Regions from separate parts of the Urocitellus parryii genome. Here region 1 is linked to region 2. Evidence: chromatin contacts called from public Hi-C data. All regions are on one chromosome and are shown on one strand. The core of a region is the stretch at or near the end of the contact, and the rest is flanking DNA. Distances in the headings are between cores, read along the strand shown. Region 1 holds the start of Rnd3 (Rho family GTPase 3). Region 2 holds the start of Mmadhc (metabolism of cobalamin associated D).

Region 1 (4,471 bases), core at 1,322-3,821, 780 kb after region 2:
AAAAAACCACTGGAATTTCGTCCATCAACACCTTTTCGATAGTATCGAGTCTGTGTGGGCAACCCCCAATACACAACACTAAATATGACAAGGTCCTTGTTCTGCTGCCCTTGGCGCAGTTCAAGGAAGAGCCTGACTCTCCAGGGGGAAAGTAAACCGGCCCTCCTCACTGCAGCAGTCGGAGCCTCTGGCACCCACCGTGAGAGGCGCTCGTGCGAGACTTTTGCCTTTGTGCAAGGACTGCCTCTGGCGACCCTTTCAATCTGGCCTTTTCCTCTTGCTCTCTAATGCCCCACGTCTTTTGGGAGCTACAGAGATTCAAGCCCAGAGTTGTGGGAAGCTCACAGAAGCACCTCCACGAAGCCACTCCCAGCTGAGCCCGGCTCCACCTCAGAGCCTCCCCGCCAGACGGCAAAACCTGCTGGCAAAACCTGCTTGTTGGCACTTGTGCGCTCCTCCTTGCTAGTTTCGAGTAGGATTTGGCAGATCAGTCCACCAGCAGATCAGTTCCCTATGCGCAGAGGCCTTTCCCTTGCCTTGCCTGGTGGCTTTGCTCCCCTAAAGACACCCTTTCAGCAAACAGCAATCCCTCACAGCGGAGCACTGCTGACCAGGGGTAGAGGATCCTAGTCCCAGATACTCAGGTGGTGCCCCAGCCCCCACCGACCTTGACCCGGTGCAAACCCCTAAGGTAGAGGGCTGGAAGCCTTCCCACTGGCGGGTATTTGACCCTTTCTGCCACCACGAGACAGGTAGGTGGATGGGCACAGGGGAAGGCAATAACCCGATCTTGAACCCCAGACCTTTGAAAATAACCCACCACGAAGCCAATAATTCAAGTAGACAGGAAGGTCAAAGGGGAACAGTGCTAGCTGCAGCTCGGCTGGCAAATGGAAGGTGATGCAATAGGGGTAGCGAGGGACTGGCGTGGTAGAGGTGAGCTGCGTGATCACTGGGAGGGCTAGGAGGAGATTGCGTGCCAGTGGGCGCTAAGAAAAGGGCCCGCGGCGCTTCCAAGAGGCCAGTCTACCCCCGGGCTCCCGCGCTGCCCTAGCCGCCAGCGCATTCCTGGCAGTAGGCGTCATGGGCGCCGGCAGCCGTTTTGCACGTTACTCTGCCCCAAGCGCGGAATCAGCTTGTAACCGCATCGCTCCGGGGATTTTCTTCCACCTCCCCCTCACTCCACCCCACCCCACCGCCAGAGCTTTCCGCCTCCTAGCCAAACATCAGGTCACATTCAGTAGGGGCACCCGCCTAGTACTAGTGGTTCCACAGGGGCGCGCGCACTCCCCCTGCACCGAGCCACCTTGGCAGCCCGGAGACCACTCGGGCAAGGCCGCAAGAACCGACCATGCCGGGCCACCCAGCCAGGGGCGACTCCAACCTCGGGGTCACCCTGAGGGCACACAGCGCTCTCCATTCCCTACTGCCACCCCTCTCCCCATATTGTACCCCGCCCCCACGCAGAAAGGATAAAATTTTCACCCAGCAGGGGCCGTGAGAATCCCTCACAGGGGCAAAATTAATGGAAGGGCGCAGAGAGCTGGTGGAACGAGCCCGCCGCGCACCCCGCAGCGACTAGAAACCCGCCCCAAGCGCCACGCGGTCCGATGACTCTTACCCGAAGTGTCCCAAAGGCTCAACTCTATTCTTTGTGTGTCGATTTCAAAACTGGCCGTATAATTCTCAAACACTGTAGGGACGTAATTCTGGACAAACAAAATGGACAGAAGAGGAAGGAAAGGGGGCAAAGAGGTTATTTTTAAAATACTCCACACCATCGAACACTGAAAATATCTCCTCCCCTAGTTCCCAATGGAAAAAAGGAAACACGCAGCGCGCACGCACACACACACACACACACACACACACACACACGCACACACACGAAAAAAAAAAACACACACACACATCAGACTACACACTAAACACGTGGACTCTGTCCGAAACCCTGTCGGCCCCATCGGCTCTCGGAGACAAGCTGACCCAAATCTTCCTACCTCGGGCTCTGCACACAGAAATGAACAAGTTTCAGGAGCTAAATAACCCCATGTGCAGGCGCGTCCCAACCCCTGAAACGCTTCCAGTGCACGTTCCCATTCCGAGCAGTGGGGAAAGTGGGAAAGGGTGAGAAGCAGGGGGAAGAACCTCGAGAAGGGGTATCTCAAGGGTTTCCTCCCTAAAAGCCGAGGCTTGCCTCACTCACCTCGGGGAAGCAGTCCTTGGCGAAGACGTGCAGCAGCGCAGTTTTCCCACACTGACTGTCTCCCACCACTACTATCTTGCATTTCACGTTCTGGTTAGGATCCATGATAGATTTACTGGATAGTTTCTGGCTGGCTCTTCTCTCCTTCATTGATGTTGCCTTATTTTCTCTTGGAACAGGAATTTTCTCTTAAGAAGAAAAAATATATATTTCTCTCTATATAAAAAGCATATATAAAAATAAATCGCAAGGCTGGTGGGAACCCCTGAAGCGCAACGCGGACGAGGAGGAGAACGAGAAGAGCCGGCTCGTTACTCCCCTCCAACAAGTTTTATGCCTGACTCCACACCGCGCCTCCCAAGTCCAATTCCGATCTGACTGCTTTGTTTCACGCTCTCTGCGCGGCTTTATACGCCCAGCCTTCCAATCCTCTTCTTTCTCAATGAGAGAAGGAAACTGATCCGCCTCCTCCCCTTTTATGGAGCCTGGGAGCGAGCGCTGTAGCGTTGCTTGCGGAAAATGTAAGCAGCGCGCCCTCTAGGGTGGCTGTACAGAATGGATTTCAGAGCGAAGCTCTGGGACAACTAGAAGACCCCAAGTAGGATTTTCTGATGGATGGAACTGAACAAGTACAGAAGGAGGCAGAAAATGGATATCTGTGCACATCAATTTGTACTAGAATTCCTTTAAAGATGTTTTCATAAGTGATCTTCTCCAGAAGCCTCATGAACTTTTTTTTGTGAGAACATAAGTATTTCCCATTAAAGTCAAGGCATAGTTACAAAACATAGGAAGCAAATTTTGGGTGCCAAAGGGTTAAATGGTTGTATTACAAAGAAAATTAAAAGGTCAGTGTCAGGTACGTAGGCCATGGAACAATAGCTAAGCCAAGCTGTTTCAGATGCAAGAATTGGTTTGCTGGGTCACAGTAACAGGCTAGCTTCTGAAACCTGGCAATTTCAGTCATTCAAGAGAAAGCAGAAAGGTTTGCAGGAGTGGGAAGAGGGAGTGGGAGGAGAGAAGAAAGAGAGGCAGAAGATGCTTATAACTGAGGCCACTGGAAGCAGCCTTACTGCACTAGGGACCAAATACACAGTGTCAGTCTTCTGCCCACCCCTGCCCTTGGACCTCTCTGCCTTTCATTCCTTCATCTGTAGCCACCATCTGCCTTGGAATCAAAGCACTCTCAGATGGATTCAGAAGACCCACATACCCTTAGATGAAAAACTCAAGTTCAACTCTCCAGCCCTCTCCACCTCTCCTCCACATCCATACCTCTAGTCTTCCAAACTCTTCCTCCCAGCAAGAGCCTCAGAAGGACCAAAATAGCCCACAGATTTTGTTATCTTTTTTTTCCTCTCTGTGAAAACTCATCTTCATCTCTTGTATCCCACATGGTCAGGAGGTTTCAGTTATTAAATTGTAATAAGGATATTGGCCCAAACTAATTTATAGATCCTCCTATGGAAATTTCTGGGCTTCTAAATGAGAAGGTAAGGTGGAAAAAAAAATGTTCAGTGTGGGTAGTGGAAAGACACAATGAAGGGTAGTTAAAACCTTGATGTAAATAGGAACATCTAGGACCAAGAAGTGTAGGGCATCCTGGAATGGTCTCTCCCTTCCATTCAGAGCTGAGAACATTGGAGTCTCCCCTGAAAGGACAGTCCTGACTTTAACTGGATTGATGGGTTTGTTTTACACAGGTGTAGACCCACAGAGAAGGAAGTTGCTGGCGCTTCTGGGGTTTTCTAGAGCATCATTTGCTGGAGTTGCTTTGAAGAGCTTTAGCCCTCTCCTCACACAAATGGTCCCCTAGGCAGTTTGTGAGGAAAAACGGCCCATATTTCCCATGAAGACTTACAGGCACTTAGATTCATTAGGGTCATGAAAAAGTCCTATAGAAAAGTGGCCCAGTGAGAATGTAACCACCTTTTGACCTAGATATCCCACTCCTCGGTCTATACCCAAAGGACTTAAAAACAGCATACTACAGGGACACAGCCACATCAATGTTTATTGCAGCAAAATTCACAATAGCTAAACTGTGGAACCAACCTAGATGCCCTTCAGTAGATGAATGGATAAAGAAAATGTGAGATATATATATATACACACACACATACATATGTGTATATATATATATATATATATATATATACAAATGGAATATTACTCAGCAATAGAAGATAATAAAATTATGGCATTTGCAGGTAAATGGATGGAGTTGGAGAATATAATGCTAAATGAATGAAGTTAGCAAATCCC
Region 2 (4,414 bases), core at 1,466-3,965:
AAAATGAAGTGCCCCTGGATTCAATCCTAGGTACCAAAATATATAAATAAGTAAATAAATAAATAGTGGTAGTTATTGCCCAAGCCAGTCTCTTTTGATTGGATGGCAATGTCCAATTTCCTTCATTTTAGCACAAATCTTTGTGGTACATTTTCTGATCTTATATTAATTTCCTAGACATTGAAATCAGATATAATGGGTGAATATATAAATATCTTCTGTGCATACACTTTTAGCAAAATATTTGAGTCAGAATAAATTAATGCAAGAGTTGGCAAATTATTCAAAAGTACAGCCTATTGCTTTGGTAAACAAAGTTTTATTTTAATACATACATACCTAATCACTTACTTATTATGTCTAACTGCTTTTGCACCATAATGGCAGAGTGAAGTAGCTGTAACCAAGAGTATACGGCCCACAAAACTTAAAATATATATGATTTGGCCCTTTAATAATAAAAAACTTATAACTAAAAATTCTTCGTTTAATGGAAATCAATTAGCATACATATTAAGAGTCATAAACGTCCATGCTTCAGAATCTAGACAAACTTGAAATATGCCTTTCTGATATAAAGAAACAGCCTTCTGGTAGCTATAGTAATTTGTTGCTAACTAATGCCATTGGGCTACGTGAATTCAGGACTGCTGTATTTTCTGTGTTTTTATGAAAAGCAGGTATGTACTTCTTCAACAAGTATTCTACCATATATAAAATTTTAATAAAAGTCTGTAATTTTTTAGATAAAAAGCATAACATCACAAAAGGTATATTTTAAAGAGTTATAAATTCAGTTTGCTAGACTCTGAAGCATTGATATGACTCTCAATTGGAATGTTAACTAAACTGTCAAAGACATGCATATTTCATTACTAACATCCATTCAGAGTTTATAATGCATATAAATACAAAAATTTTAAGCAATTTAAATACTAACATTTTTTAGTATAAATTTCATTCTAAAAAATAACTTGTAAAAGCATCTTCTAAACTATTTGCCCTACTGAACTAATTTATATTCATGTAGCCAAAATAAAGGTCAGATATTAATATTATACTTAATTTCCCTCTTTTCAAAGTACCATATACACCTTTTACAACGTTCCTTTCTGTACAGATTATGGGTAGGCAAAAATTCATGTTAAAATTAAGGCCAAATTGTTAGACTACTCTTGTGATTTGACTGTGTAAGCCACACATTTGCACTTACTAATTGCAAGAATAATATCTCTGCTGTTGCCCATTCATCTTTCTAACATTCAGGTCTGATTAAGTCACCACAGTTTATAGAATATGGCTTCATTCAGGGTTCCCTATTATTTGGTCCCAACCTCAGAATTCAACCTTACCTTCTAGTGATCATCAGGTGGAAATAATTTAATTTTTGAAAGGAGCAATGAGTAGTGTTCTTTGAACAACTTCTGTTCTTCCCACCCATATCTTAATTATCAGATTTCATTCAGTTTTCAAGTCTCAAATGCTTTTCACAGTAGTCTCCAACCCTACTTTTCCTTCTGCACAAAACTCTGAATGTGCATTGTACCTTTTCAAAGTTTTAAAAAAAGATTATATGCTACTTTTATTGTAGCTGTTTTCATGTCTTATGTCCATATTATATGAATTCTCTAAGGTAAAGTAAGATGTGTATAATTTTTTCTTTCTTTTTTGCACAGTCTAGGCAAGCACTCCCTCACTGAAATACACTCTCATCCTTGGATGTGTATAATTAATCACAGGGTACTTAAGAGTCAATGCTGATGTCAATGAATACCTTTTGATTTCATTTTGTAGAATCTGGAGGGCCACTTCCTATATTGCAACGGCTACAAACCCTTCAGTTTTGCTAACGAGAAATAAAAAGGGGCTTTATATAGATTCTAAATACTGGAATAACGTCTTTAAAAATATTGGGTTTTAAAACTTTCTGTCTAGAAAAATAAAATTGGAGAGATAAGTACATGCATATTAAAAGAATATCTGTGTTCAAACTACCTTAAAAGGATTACAACATAATTTCATAGCCCTTGCTTCTCCTGACATTTTTGATACACTAACATCATGACGTCAAAGCCCCATAATGAAATCCGTCTGATTCCTAACAAGTTCAACTGACTTTTAAGACTACTCACATTGGCCATTTCCAGTGGAGAAGACAGACACAAAATCTTCTCCTTCGCAAAGTATTCCTGGGAAAGGACAAAACAAAACAGGCTAGTGACAGAACTCTGAGGGACCACTCCGGAACGTCCACTATTGCGTGCTGTGTCCCTCCCCCTCGGCAGGATGACCTCCGAGCTGCCCCTCACCCCCGAGGCCAGACTCCCCCCGGCCGACCCCAGGAGGTCGCGGCTCCGAGCATCCACGGGCACACGTGTCCCGGGGGAAAACCCACCCGACCCGAGGGGGTGGGACGGCCGGCCTTCAGAGCGCCGGGGTCCACGCTGATGTTTTAACACAGATCAGGGCTGTTTGGCAACACCTCCGAAAGGAGGCTCGGGCTGCGCAGAAGAGGAAGGGGCGGTGATAGGACGACAGGGGATCTCCGTAATCAGGGCAATACCGAGAACTCTGGGCCAAAGATTGGCGAGTTTGGAGGGGCTAAGGCGGGCGGAAACCATCCGTACCAATCACCACCCGCCTCCAGCCGTCCCAGACTCTGACTCTTCGCACCGTCAAAATGGCTGCGGCGAAGGCGATGGGGGTAGCAGCTACTTTGGTCACTACCAGGCCAACGAAGTTGCTTCCGAGTGCATCGATGTAAAGGATCGTCGAACCGATGATGCGCACGCGTGTCACGTAGGCCTGCCAGAGCCGACCTTCGATTGGCTGAGCCTGGGCTGACAACAAGGGTGGACCAAAGCGAGGAGGTGTCAGCTGGGAGTTAGCTAGGAGGGCTGCAGGCAGTGTTAGGCGGGAGTTTTTCCTTCGTTCATTGATTTTTGTTTTATTTGATAGATTCCTCTCACTCTGAGCTTTTCTTACTGACTCCAGAATATACAGTCTTCTGTTCTTTGTATGATTATGTATTTTTCACGAATATTTTTCTTTTGAGCACAGGGCACTTTTTCTTTTTATGTCCCCACTTCTACTACAGTGCCACTTTCACTACAGGCTCGGTAAATACGTATCCAATGATTTATTTATAAATAGCATATCCTAATTAATTTTAAAATTAATGCATTTTTAAAAATTGTAGTTAAAGCACAAATTTTATTCATATTTCTTAATTTTTGACTTATTGTCTGTTTCTGTATCAGAATTCTGAGTACCACATTACATTTAGTCACCGTATCTCCTCAGACTCTTCCAGGCAGTGACAGTTTCACAGAGTTGGTTTGCTTTTGTAACCTTGATAGTTTTGAGGCATACTAACAAAGCACTTTTTTTTTTAATAATACATGATAGTAGAATCCATTTTGACATACTTGTACAAGCATGGAAAATATCTTGTTCTAATTCTTAATCCAGCACCTCTCCCTTTCCTTTCTACTCCCCACCCCCTGCTCCTTTCCCTTGATTGATCTTTCTGCCATTTACCCATAGTTATTTTTTAAAATTAATTTCATATGGGTGTACCCGATTGTGAGATTCACTGTGGTATATGTTCATAGGAAAGTTATATCCACTGTCTTTCCTTTTCTCATCCTCCCTCCCTTCCCTTCATTCTCCATAAGACATTTTGTTGAATATCCCACAGTTGGAGTTTGCCTGATGTTTTTTCTTATGTATTGATTGGAGTTATAGGACTTGGGGGATAAAGAGGTAAAGTACCCTCCTTAACACATCACATTAAGAGTACACATGATTTATCACTATTGATGTTAACCTTTATCACCTTGCTAAGGTAGTGTTTGCCAGATTTTTCAACTGTGAAGTTATTCTTTTCCTTTGGAAGGATGTCACTATGTGCAGCTCAAATTGTAGGAGTGAGAAGTTGTGCTTCATCTCTTTAATAGTAAACTATCTTCATAAATTATTTGCAGTTCTTCTGCATGGGAGATCTTCTGTTCTGCCCCATTTGTTTGTGTATTCAGCCATTCATATTAGAATGTAGTTGTGGATGTTTTACATTTGGGGTTGTGATCCAATAGTATTTTGTTGTTTTTCCTGTTTTGATCATTGGAATTTCTTTTAGTTGACACCTCTGCCTTTTTGACATATCCTTGTTTTCCATTAGTTTCTGGCACTACAAGATGCTCCAGGATCATCTAGTATGTTCCCCTGATCTAATCCTAGAATCATCCACTTTCCCAAGGAGCCATGGGCCCTTTAATGGAAAATGACATTAGAAATCAAGAGTTGGACATTTTGAATATTGTTGCTTCTAGGCCTTTTCAGTTGCAGAGCAAGGAGATATATGTATGTAAATTAACCTGAGTAAATGCAGGTATCTATAAATAATTTATATATG

Evidence for each region. A called contact is a pair of places that touch in the nucleus more often than the background predicts.
Region 1: a Hi-C map of muscle shows a contact between it and region 2, with 4 times the contacts expected there. The contact joins the promoter of Rnd3 here to the promoter of Mmadhc in region 2. A contact is called at or near these places in 2 of 2 Hi-C or Micro-C datasets (liver and muscle).

The regions. Positions count from the first base shown.
Region 1 is chr1:205,593,956-205,598,426 of mUroPar1.hap1, forward strand. Rnd3 (Rho family GTPase 3) reads right to left here and starts at 2,572. Exons shown (of 5, transcript XM_026389294.2): 1 at 2,207-2,572; 2 at 1,622-1,709. The coding sequence starts at 2,356.
Region 2 is chr1:204,811,663-204,816,076 of mUroPar1.hap1, forward strand. It overlaps Mmadhc (metabolism of cobalamin associated D), which reads right to left and starts at 2,716. Exons shown (of 10, transcript XM_026388595.2): 1 at 2,628-2,716; 2 at 2,133-2,189. The coding sequence starts at 2,141.